Linked DNA regions of Cricetulus griseus: region 1 is linked to region 2. The links are chromatin contacts, called in public Hi-C maps. All regions are on one chromosome and are shown on one strand. Each heading gives the region's core, a stretch centred on a gene start, on an enhancer-like site or on the middle of the called end of the contact. The rest is flanking DNA. Distances are from core to core; before and after follow the strand shown.

Region 1 (5,699 bases), core at 414-2,913, 74 kb after region 2:
CAGGTGACAGGGGCAGGCCAGCATAATGCCTGAGTCCTTACAATGATCTCTGGAAGTCTAATCCTGGGTCCTTTACTTGGAAAAAGATTGAACCAAAAGGGGAAAGGGCCATGTCCCTGCCGGCGCTAGTGTTGCTGTATTGTTGGTGATAAGATTATCCTCTTTGGGGGTACAGCCCCTCTCCCAAGGAAGACCTGGGAGATGAATTTGACCTCATAGATCATTGTGACTTATACATCTTGGACTTTAACCCTAGTCTGAAGACTGTGCAAACTGGCCGTGATTCAGTATAACCTGGACCAGTCCTGTCTACCCCATGATATCAGGTGGGAGCTCAATGAGCTGACCACCAATAGCAATACCAGCCTCCCCACTGTCTCATCCCATGGATAGGAAGAAAGCTCTGCTGCCTCCCCTTCTGAGCCTGCTCTTGTCTTCATTGCCCCTGCCTGTCTCAACTGCCTGCCCCTTTGGACCCTGGACCCAGTGGAGTTGATGGACTAGAGGTGTTTTCTGTGCTGTGGATTCAGTGGGGAGTTGTGGGGGGAGGGCCACTCTCCTCCCTTGGGCCAAAGGCCCCTTCCCTTGGCGCTCTGTTCCCATCCACCTCCCTCCGTGGCTCTTGGGCCTTTGCTGTGACCCAGGCCAGCGAGGCAGCCAGGCTGTGCTGGAAACGAACAGGAGTGGAGAGAAGAAGCCAGCAGTGTTGAGCCTCAGGAGCTTCCCTCTCCTCATGACCATGGCCATCCCTCTCCCTATTTGAGCATCTGCCCTGGAGCTGAGAGGAACCTCAGCTGTTGCCATGAAATGCCCCCTAACCCGGCCCTCGGGAGTGGGGACCAACAGACAGCTTCTCCCAGCCTTGAGCTGTTGCTGTACCCCTGAAGATCAGCCAGCTCTGATTTTATAAAATGTAAAACCTCAAAAAAAATGTTTACCTCTCCTGCAGAGGACCACCCAACATGGGTGTTAAGTTCCCAACACCCATGTTGGGTGGCACACAACTGCAGGTAGCTCCAGCTTCTAGGAGATCTGATGCCCTCTTCTGGCCTCTGAGGGCAGGTGCACACACTTGGCATTTACTCACACAGAATTCAAAGTGATTTTCAAAAACAAAGTGTGGGGAGCACGTGACCAAAAGAAGTTATTCTGCCAACAGACCAGATTGGTCCTGGTCTCTAAGGCAGTCCCTTATTCTCCAATACAGTCTTTATTCACATCATTTTCATCTTGTGTTATTGTTGTGCACAACGGGCTAACCTCAGACAAACCGAATCACTTCCCCCACACAGGCCTGATTTGCATTTAAAAGCCAAGGCTGAAAAGGAGAATTCCTTTTGCCAAAGAGGAATTTCAAGCATCTGTCGCAGGCAAGCATGATGAAAAGGGTGGGGGGGGGAGGAGAAAGAAAAAATTTAAAGGGCCAGAGACAGTTTTTCTCAGAGCTACTACCAAATCATTCCACAGAAGCAGGGAATTTTATTTTGATCCTAAGTAGCAAAGACAGCCAGCCTGAGGACTTGGACGAAGTCCCTAAGGGAGCTGGAATTTGGAAAGGCAATGCAAGCGAAAGCTGAAGTTTGAAAAGCTGAAGCTCCTGCTCTAACCGAGTCTCCGCCCCTTCCCCCCACGTTTGGGCAAAAGGCTGCTGCCAGCCGCGTCCGGGATCCGGTCCAAGCAGAATGTTGTCAGCAGCATCAGGCGGCCTGGCCGCAGGGTCCTCCCACCCTTTGCCTTTGGATGGGCATTATTAGCTAGAAAAATGCTCCACGTTTTTCTTGTTCGTGTGGTGTAACCTGCTCGATGCAGACGCGCAACCTTTCTCCAGTAATTACCTCCTACGCTTGGGAAAATTTCAATCTCCCGCCCCCCTCTTTTCATTACAGCATCCAATTCAGGAAACTAGTTTGTGTCTCCTAGGACAAAGAGACAGCCTTTCCGATTGCAATGACACGCTTCTTTCTTCCCACCATTCCTCCAGTGAAGGGGACGTGACGACCTCCAGTCTCACCGTTTCTGAAATCAAACGGACAGGCTGGTCTCCCTTTTCCACTCTGAAAATCTGCTACTAAATTGATGGGCAGCTAATGACCATTGACCGGTTTCTGGAAATAGAGGGAAGGTGTACCACAGAAATATCCCCCTATCCATTTATACCGGGCCTGCCTAGCAGGAATGAGGATATTGTAAAGAGATAAGCAGGCTATTGAAACAATAAACACCCCTAAAATTGAAATTTTCCTAGGAACCTCGTGCTCTGAAAAGGAAAGGCTGAGACCCTAGAATGGAGGGAGGAAAAGTCTGTTTTGTCAGGTGATCTTGCAGGAGAGACTGGAGCTGAGAGAGTAACCATGAGGAAAACGGGGTGGGGGGCACATGGGGGAGGGCAAGACCAGAGGACAGAGAGATGGATTTCTTCCCCTTTCCCAAGGTGGTCACACTGAATGAATCTCCTTTTTCTGACCCCACCCCTTTTCTTTTTGAGACAGGGTCTCTGTAATAGCCCTGGCAGGCCTGTAATTACGTAGACCAGGTTGACCTCGAACTCACAGAGATCCTACAGCCTCTACCTCTGGATTAAAGCCATGCACCACCACACCCAGGTAATCTGGATCTTTTACTTGGTTTATTAAGGACCAGTAGCTGGGCCTGGCTTGGGGCACAAGTTGTGACCCCCAAGTTTGATAATAAAACAAAGCACAAAGCTAGCTTGTGTGTCATACTACAACCCAATTCTAGCCAATAAAATGTGTGGAAGGTTCATTTGTGTGCCAGTTCCCTGGGGTCCACAGAGCTGAAGAATTGGATTCTGCCAACTCACATTGAAGCACACAGGGAGCTGACTCTAAGACGGTAAGGGAAAAAAAAATAATCAAAACCCCTTCTTTAACTAGCTCACCACAGTCAGGAGGAAGTCTACAAGCAATTATAAAATGCAGTGATAAGAGCGGGCAGAGCAAGAAACAATAGAACTTCCTGTGAGGAATGGGAATCTGAAGCTCCTTGGAGAACACTTTAATAGCATTCAAATCTTCTGCCTTATTCCACAGTAAAAAACAGACTCCATTTTTAAGAAATAGGCTTTTACTTTTTAATTACTGTTTTTTCAAGACAGGGTTTCTCTGTGTAGCTGTGGAGCCTGTCCTGGAACTCACTCTGTAGACCAGACTAGCCTTGAACTCCCAGAGATCCTCTGCCTCTGCCTCCCGAGTGCTGGGATTAAAGGCGTTCGCCACCAACGCCCGGCAAACACAGCAACTCTTATAAAGAAAAACATTTCATTGGGGGGGCTTAGAGTTTCAGAGGTTCAGTCCATTATCATCATGGCAGGGAGCATGGCAGCGCTTTGGCAGACAGTGCTGGAGGAGGAGCTGAGAGTTCTACATCTGGGTCCACGGGCAGCAGAAGCAACTATATGTTATTCTGAGCATAGTTTGAGCAAAGGAGACCTCAAAGCCCACCCAACAAGGTCACACCTACTCCAACAAGGCCACACCACCTAACAGTGTCACTCCCTATGGGGGACCATTTTCTCTCCACCACCACAGCCAATGCTTTAGGCTTTAAGTCTTTCTCTAAAGACTCCCTTCCCTTATGTGGCTGCTTCTCCATGCTGTCTTTGACTGCCTCCCCAGCTTAAATGGAATGGTGTTTCCTCCTCATCTCCATTGTCCTCCTCTGGGCAGCTGCTGAGACCTGACCTAACAATTTTTCTTCTCTTTATTTATTTATCTGTTTTTATTTTATGCACGTTGTTGTTTTGCCTGCATGTGTGTCTGTGTGAGGGTGTCAGATCTTGGAGTTACAGACAGTTGTGAGCTGCCATATGGGTGCTGGGAATTGAACCCTGGTCCTCTGGAAGAACCGTCAGTGCTCTTAAGCACTGAATCATCTCTCCAGCCCCGAATTTTTCTTTTTAAAAAATGATTTATTCACTTTTCATTTCATGTGCAATGATGTTTTGCTTGCATGAATGTCTGTATAAGACTGTCAGATCTCCTGGAACTGGAGCTACAGACAGTTGTGAGCTGCCATGTGGGTGCTGGGAATTGAACCCGGGTTCTCTGGAACAACAGCCAGTGTGCTCTTAACCACTGAACCATCTGTCCAGCCCCTGATTTTTTTTTAACTCCAATAAAAATCATCCTTGGGCTCCTGTTTAAGTTCATTCTTAACTTCTTTTATTAATGAGACTAAGAGCCTCAAGGAGGACCGCAATTCTCCCTGTATACAGAGAAACCGTATCTTTTGAGGAAGGTGGGAAGATGGCTCAGGCTCACTGGGTGACAGTGCTTGCTGCACAAGCACAGGTCTGGCCTTTGGATTCCCAACAGCCACATAAAAGCTGAGCATGGCGGGGAGATGGGCCAATCTGGATCCCGGGAACCCAAGTAAAAGCCAGATTCTGTGATTCCTTTCAGTTATACCAGTGTGTGTGTGTGTGGGGGGGGGTCCCCTGCAAGATTTCAGGCCAGCTAGCAAGTTACAAGACATTTTGTGGTGCCCCACCTGGGTAACACAAGGTACTGGGGAAATTGAGATTCCCCTCTTGGAATTCTTACTCTTGTTAATTAACTAATTGAAGAATTTAAGAGAAAAGCAACAGGACAGGCAAGCTGGGAAGCTTGGCAGTTGTCAGAAGGCCAGAGGAAGAGGAAAGTCATGCTATTTGAGTTAAGCAGTCATGGTTAACAGTGGAAGGCAGCCACTTAGTGGACCAGGAGTCACACAGCAGGGGGTGGGGTTACAAGGAGTGATTAAGTCCTTGGTGCTAGAGAGTGCCCTGTGGCTGCCCTTGGCCACCACAACTAAGTCTGAGTATCGGGCAAAAGCCTGGAGATTTGGATGAACCACAAGATGCCTGGACCTTTTCTGAGAGAAAGTCCCTCTCCTTTATTGTGGAGCAGCCTTATATACAAACTTACAAAACTCCCAGGTCAAAGGGTTCACAACAGGATATTGATACTAGTGGGGTGAGGTCAGGAAAACAGGAGGTACCTGTGGTTATGCTGGAAAACAACTCTTAGAGACCCCATGGGGGCTGGGTCCCAACAGTGCCCAAGATCAGGCCAGTACTGTGAGTACTTTCTTTTAGACAGAAAGTACTTTGCTTTTACTCAAGGGGGAGTCATGCCTGATATGTGTGTGTGTGTGTGTATGTGTGTGTGTGTGTGTGTGTGTGTGTGTGTGTGTGTGTGTGTGTATGTATGTATGTATGTATGTATATTCGTTTGAGAATTTTCTTTTGTTTGTTTGGAGACAGGGTTTCTCTGTGTAACAGCCCTGACTGTCCTGGAACTCACTTTGTGAACCAGGCTGGCCTCAAACTCAGAAATCCACCTGCCTCTGCCTCCCGAATGCTGGGATTAAAGACATGAGTGAGCCACCACCTGTCTTTTCAACAGGGTATTTTAAGATACCCAGGATGTTTATCTAAGGGGAGGTGGAATACTCCTTCACCTCCTTAAGACAGTAAGTAAACAAGTCCCAATAGCTTCAGGAAGTCCTTGAAACTAACCAAGCTCAGTAAGTCTGCCTAACCCCAATAGTACATAAGCAATAAAGACTGCTGATAGGCACTCTCAGACAACCGGAGCCACTTGGAAGAGACTCAGGCCGAACAAGCTGGAAGAAACAGCCTTCAGAGCCAGGTAGCCTAGCAGAAGCAGACACCAGCCCAGCTGCCTGGAAGGGGCTCA
Region 2 (5,499 bases), core at 616-3,115:
GACACAGACAGTAGCCAATGTCTAGGTCATTAAGAAACCAAAGGCAGGCTGGAGAGATGGCTCAGAGTTTAAGAGCACCAACTGCTGCTCTTCCAGAGGTCCTAAGTTCAATTCCCAGCAACCACATGGTAGCTCATAACCATCCGTTATGAGACCTGGTACCCTCTTCTGGTGTGTAGATGTACATGGAAGCAGAATATTATATACATAATAAATAAATAAAATCTTTAAAAAGGAAAGAAAGAAAGGAAGAAACCAAAGGCAACTCTTCCTACATACAAATCAACAGCACAGCATGTTTTCCAGGCTTAACTTTGGGGCCTCTTTTCTCTTCCAACCTCAGGTAATCACACTCACTCCCCACCCCCACTGCAATTATCAGCACATTATTTTTAGGTACTAAAAACAGAACAATTATGGATAGCAAATCATAGATTCAAATACCATAAAACTTAAAACTTTATTTACCTGTTCTTTCAAGAAAAGGACATTTAAGAAAATATTTTTTTTTTAAGATTTATTATGTATGCAGTGTTCTGCCTGCATGTTCGCCTACATGACAGAAGAGGGCACCAGATCTCATTACAGATGGTTGTGAGCCACCATGAGGTTGGCAGGAATTGAACTCAAGACCTCTGGAAGGGCAGCCAGTGTTATTAACCTCTGAGCCATCTCTAAAGGCCAAGAATATTCTTTTTTCAAGACAGGGTATCTTTATGTAGCCTTGGCTGTTCTGGAACTAGCTCTGTGGACCAGGCTGGCCTCCAACTCACAAAGACCAGCCTGCCTCTGCCTCCTGAGTGCTGGGATTAAAGACATGCACCACCACTGCCCAGCCAGGCCAAGAAAATATTCTCTCTCTCTCTTTTATTTTGTTTGTTTGTTTGAGACAGGGTTTCTCTGTGTAGCAGCCCTAGGTGTCCTGGAACTAGTTCTGTAGACCAGGCTGGTCTCAAACTCACAGAGATCCACCTTCCTCTGCCTCTCAAGTGCTGGGATTAAAGGCATGCGCCACCACTGATCAGCACAAGAAAATATTCTTACAAAAAAAAATTTTAGGTACATACCCACTGTAAGATTTGCTAGCTGTGGAGGAAGATCTGTTGTTACAAGCCTATGTCTAAGAATCTGATTAAGCTGATGAAGTGTGGCTTGTTTCTCAATTTTGGTAATTGGGTCTGGAGGAATAATTTTATCCTACAAAAAAAAAGAATCTTTAAAATAATATGCAAAAGATGAAATTGTTTACTTGCACTTGTCTTTATACATGTTCTTACTTTACTCAAGAGGACAATACCTATTTCTGTTGTCTACATCCAATAATAGAGACTCTGCATTTGAGTATAATTCTGTAACCTTGGTAAAACCATGTTCTTTATAACAAGTTAATATTACTAATGAGTTCCTCCATTTCCTAAATGTACAGAATACAATAGCACAAAATCATTCAATCTACCATAATACATTTTGAATGCACTTCCAAAATGCTACCACTACGCAATTATTTTCATACTTCAAATAGAAGCTAAATGATATTTGTACATCTGCTTACTCCCAACAAGGACAGGAAAGGGGGAGAAAATGAAGGAGAAAAAAGAGGAAAGAACAGATTCCCCAGATCGATATCTACTCATATCATGACCCCAATTTATTTCAAGCTACCACACTTTTACTTCTAGATTAAAAAAAAAAAAAAACTACATAAACTAGCTTTTAAAATATGGATTTTTCCTATGCTACATAATCCAAACCCAAAGCCTTCAGCTTTTATGAGTACAGAGAGGAGCAAACCACTTACCCTGATACAGGTTGGAAGCCGTGGATAAGAGCCAGTAGTCAGCACATCAATGGCATATGGGATAGCAAAACTAGGCAGGCGTGCGTGGACCAGTGCATCTCTAGCTAATGAGGCCAAGCGATCAGCAGTGTCCACAAACAAGATAGCTTGCTGATCTAAAAAGCTTGAGATCATCTTTAAAGCAAAGAGTAAATAAGCTGCCTTAAAAATTGTTTTCTTAAATATCATTTATATACTCCAAAGCAAGTTTCAAAAGATATCAAAATAGGTAGTTTCATATTTATTTGAAGAAGTATCTATCTCTATGACATTAAAATAGTATTTTTTCATTTCTCCACTTTTGACATCACTCATACATAATATCAAATTTTAGGAAGAGAATAAAGTAAAATGTTTTTACTCTGACAGACTTCTAGTACTAGGTGTCAATGAAGTAGTTAAAATCATGGACTCAAAAAAAAAAAAAAACAATGAAACAAAACAAAAACAAAAACAAAAAAAAACAAAAAAAACAAAAAAAATCATGGACTCCTTGACTGCCTTGATCTAAATTTTAAATCTGTAATTTACTAGCCCTGTCTGCTTGGGCAAAAATGTTAACCTTTCTAAACCTAAGGTTTTCAACAGTAAAATGGAGGTAATGATTCCCAACCTCATGAAGTTGTTCTGAGAATTAAATACATTTCTAGCCTTCAGAACATAGTAAACACTCAGTACATACTGGCAGTACTTTCTGCACAATACAGAAATTCTTTCTACCAGTTCTCTATGCAGTGCAGTAGTGAGTAGAGTAGAGAGAGTAGGCTAAAAAACTATCTCCTTTAAACCTTTAATTCTGTTTTACATCAATACCTAGTATTCCTTTCTCTCATGTCCTTCAAACAAGCTTCTGATGGACAACTTAAACCCTGTCACCCAGAATTAATGTAATAGAGCATCATACAAAGACAGTGATCTGTATCTTTTTCCTCTTCTAGCTATTTTATTATCTAATTTCTACAACTCTAAAATTACTATCACCTTAGAGGTGAGAAAAGTTGATTCACAAGTGAAGACCTTGTTTCAAAGAAACAGAGCTTAATATTAGAAAAGCTAAAACCAGAAAATGGAGATCTGCCTGCCTCTGCCTCCCAAGGGCTAAGATTAAAGGTGTGTGCCACCACTGCTGTCCAGGCTTTTTATTTGTTCCCACTATACAGCTTAACACAAAAGAAATGCTACCTTTTATAACTAGTGCCATGTTCTATCAATGCCACCAACACTAACTTCTTATTCATAGCCATGATAGTACTAAAACACAGTCTCAACTGCTAAACTGGTTTAACTCAGATTTAGGACATTTTAAAAATCTTATTGGGGCTGGAGAGATGGCTCAGCAGTGAAGAGCACTGGCTGCTGTTCCAGAGGACCCAGGTTCAACTCCCAGCACCCAAATGGCAGCTTACAACTCTCTGTAACTCCACTTCCAGGGAACCTGACAACCATGGCAAAACACCAATGCACATTAAAAAAAAAAAAAAAGACAGAAGAATCTTGTTGCTCCAGGCGGTGGTGGCACTTGCCTTTAATCCCAGTACTCAGGAAAAGGCAGGTGGATCTCTACTAGGAAGACAAACCCTGTCTTGAAAAACCAAAAAACAAACACAGAAAACATCTTGTCACTTAACTAGGTTGAGGTGTTGTACACCTTTAATCCCAGCACTTGGGAGACAATAGCAGGCGGATCTCAGTTAAGTTTGAGGCCTGCCTAGTCTATTGATAGAGTTCTGGGACAGCCAGGGCTGTACAGAGAAGCCCTGTCTCAAAAAAAAATCTTATCCCTCACAGGTAAAAATGTTCATAAGACCAAGTTAAAGAAAAGGAAAATCAGAGACCTTCCCTCTGGGAAGATAGGAGATTAATTGAGACATCAGTTTATCTAGTCTGCAGTACTGTGTAATGAAACAGTTGCAGAAGTCAAGATACACTAAAAATCAAATACTAATGCTTTAGTTTTGAGCAACTTATTAATAATCTCATAGATACCAAGTAATCAGTATGCTTTTTAAAACATATTTATACTCCAAAGCTACACAGAGAAACCCTGTCTCAAAGAAAAGAAAAAACATGTTTACACACCAACTATCAATATGGTTAATAATTGTTAAGACTTTGAGCAGCGAATGGACATTTCTCTAAGGAAGAAATACAAATGTCCAATGAACACATACTCAACATCACCAGTGAACAGGGAAATGGATGTTGAAACTCTAGTGGAAGCCAGGCATGGTGGTGCATACCTGTAATCCAGCACTCAAGACACTGAAGCACAAAGATCACAAGTTTGACTTCAGCTTAGGCAACATAGCAAATACAAGGCTAGCCTAGATTGCACAGTGAAATGCTGCCTCAAAATAAAGAGGCAGGGAAATCAGTCAGGAAGGGTGGTGGACAGGATGAATGGACTAGGATTGCTAAACTCAAAGCAATAACATGGATATGAAAAAGATATATTAAAGTCTCCTCATGTAAGGTCTTCCAGGTATCTCCTCTTCCTTTTGGTCAAGTCCAAAAATAAATACCAGGCTTGAGCAGAAATGCATTGTGGAACTTCATAAAGGAAGAATTATTGACAATGGTAATAACACTTAATCAACAGGAGTTAAAGCTAAAATTCTAACTTATGCAAAACATTTAAAGTTATTTTGTTTGTTTCAAAATAGCATGTTGCCATGTACTCTCACTAACCCAGAACTCATGACTCCTTTTACACAGCTTCCTAGGTGCTAAGATCACAGGCATGTCCAGCATTCAAGTTATTTTATAAGTAAAAATCAAAAGGTTAACTCACCGCACACTTTTCTACTTTGCCAGCATCATTAGCCCATTTTACTAAAGCTAATAATCGAACGAAGAGTTGCCGTGTCCGGCTAGCAAACTGCACAATTTCTATTTTCCTGTAAAATAAAATAATCATCATCTGAACCAGCACATTATATTTCACAATTTGTTTCATGTGTGTTTAAGAACAACTAAATTATCCTAAAGTATTTATATAAATATTAATTTCATCTCATTTTTGTATCCTGCCTGTCTGTACCTTTTACCACAGAGCAATAAATCCAATAGGAGTTTTTCCACAATGATTACATTTTTTTTTTACAGGGTTTCTCTGTGGCTTTGGAGGCTGTCCTGGAACTCACTCTGTAGACCAGACTGGTCTCAAACTCACAGAGATCCGCCTGCTTCTGCCTCCCGAGTGCTGGGATTAAAGGCATGCGCCACCAAGGCCGGCAACAATGATTACATTTTGAAACTAATTTTTTATTATAATAAATTATTCCTATAACATACTATTTTCATGGATATGAGGTAGAAGAAGTGAAATGAGTCACAGAGGGGACCAATTTAGGAGCTATGAAGTATAAATTTCATAACTGAAAATACTGGTAACTAGTTATCATTTTGGTTAGAGGAGTTGAAATATATTCTTTACCAGAGCTTTGAACTATGCGCTTCCTACAAAATCAAGGGCTATTTCCCAACTTTTAACAGCATAACTGGAAAAAAAAAAACCTTAACAAGGAACTTTGCTATGAAGCTCTTTATTTGGATGAATTTCAATGGCAAAGTTCATTACCTTAGCCAAATTAAACACAATATGTAGGTCTGTCCATATCTATTTTTATACTGTACTCACTTCTATGCTTTCTCACTCAGCA

Evidence for each region. A called contact is a pair of places that touch in the nucleus more often than the background predicts.
Region 1: a contact with region 2 is called in a Hi-C map of liver, with 2.2 times the contacts expected there. The contact joins two enhancer-like sites. A contact is called at or near these places in 2 of 8 Hi-C or Micro-C datasets (the CHK-Q cell line and liver).

What each region holds. Positions count from the first base shown.
Region 1 is chrX:118,422,483-118,428,181 of CriGri-PICRH-1.0, forward strand. It overlaps the pseudogene LOC100769152. Among named protein-coding and RNA genes, the nearest start is that of Med14, 64 kb to the left of the region's middle. Within about 2 kb of position 1,664, at least 2 of the 6 cell types and tissues checked have open chromatin away from gene starts, as enhancers often do.
Region 2 is chrX:118,347,861-118,353,359 of CriGri-PICRH-1.0, forward strand. Med14 (mediator of RNA polymerase II transcription subunit 14) reads right to left here. Exons shown (of 32, transcript XM_027433168.2): 4 at 4,629-4,734; 5 at 1,799-1,972; 6 at 1,068-1,197. Among named protein-coding and RNA genes, the nearest start is that of Med14, 11 kb to the right of the region's middle. Within about 2 kb of position 1,866, at least 1 of the 6 cell types and tissues checked has open chromatin away from gene starts, as enhancers often do.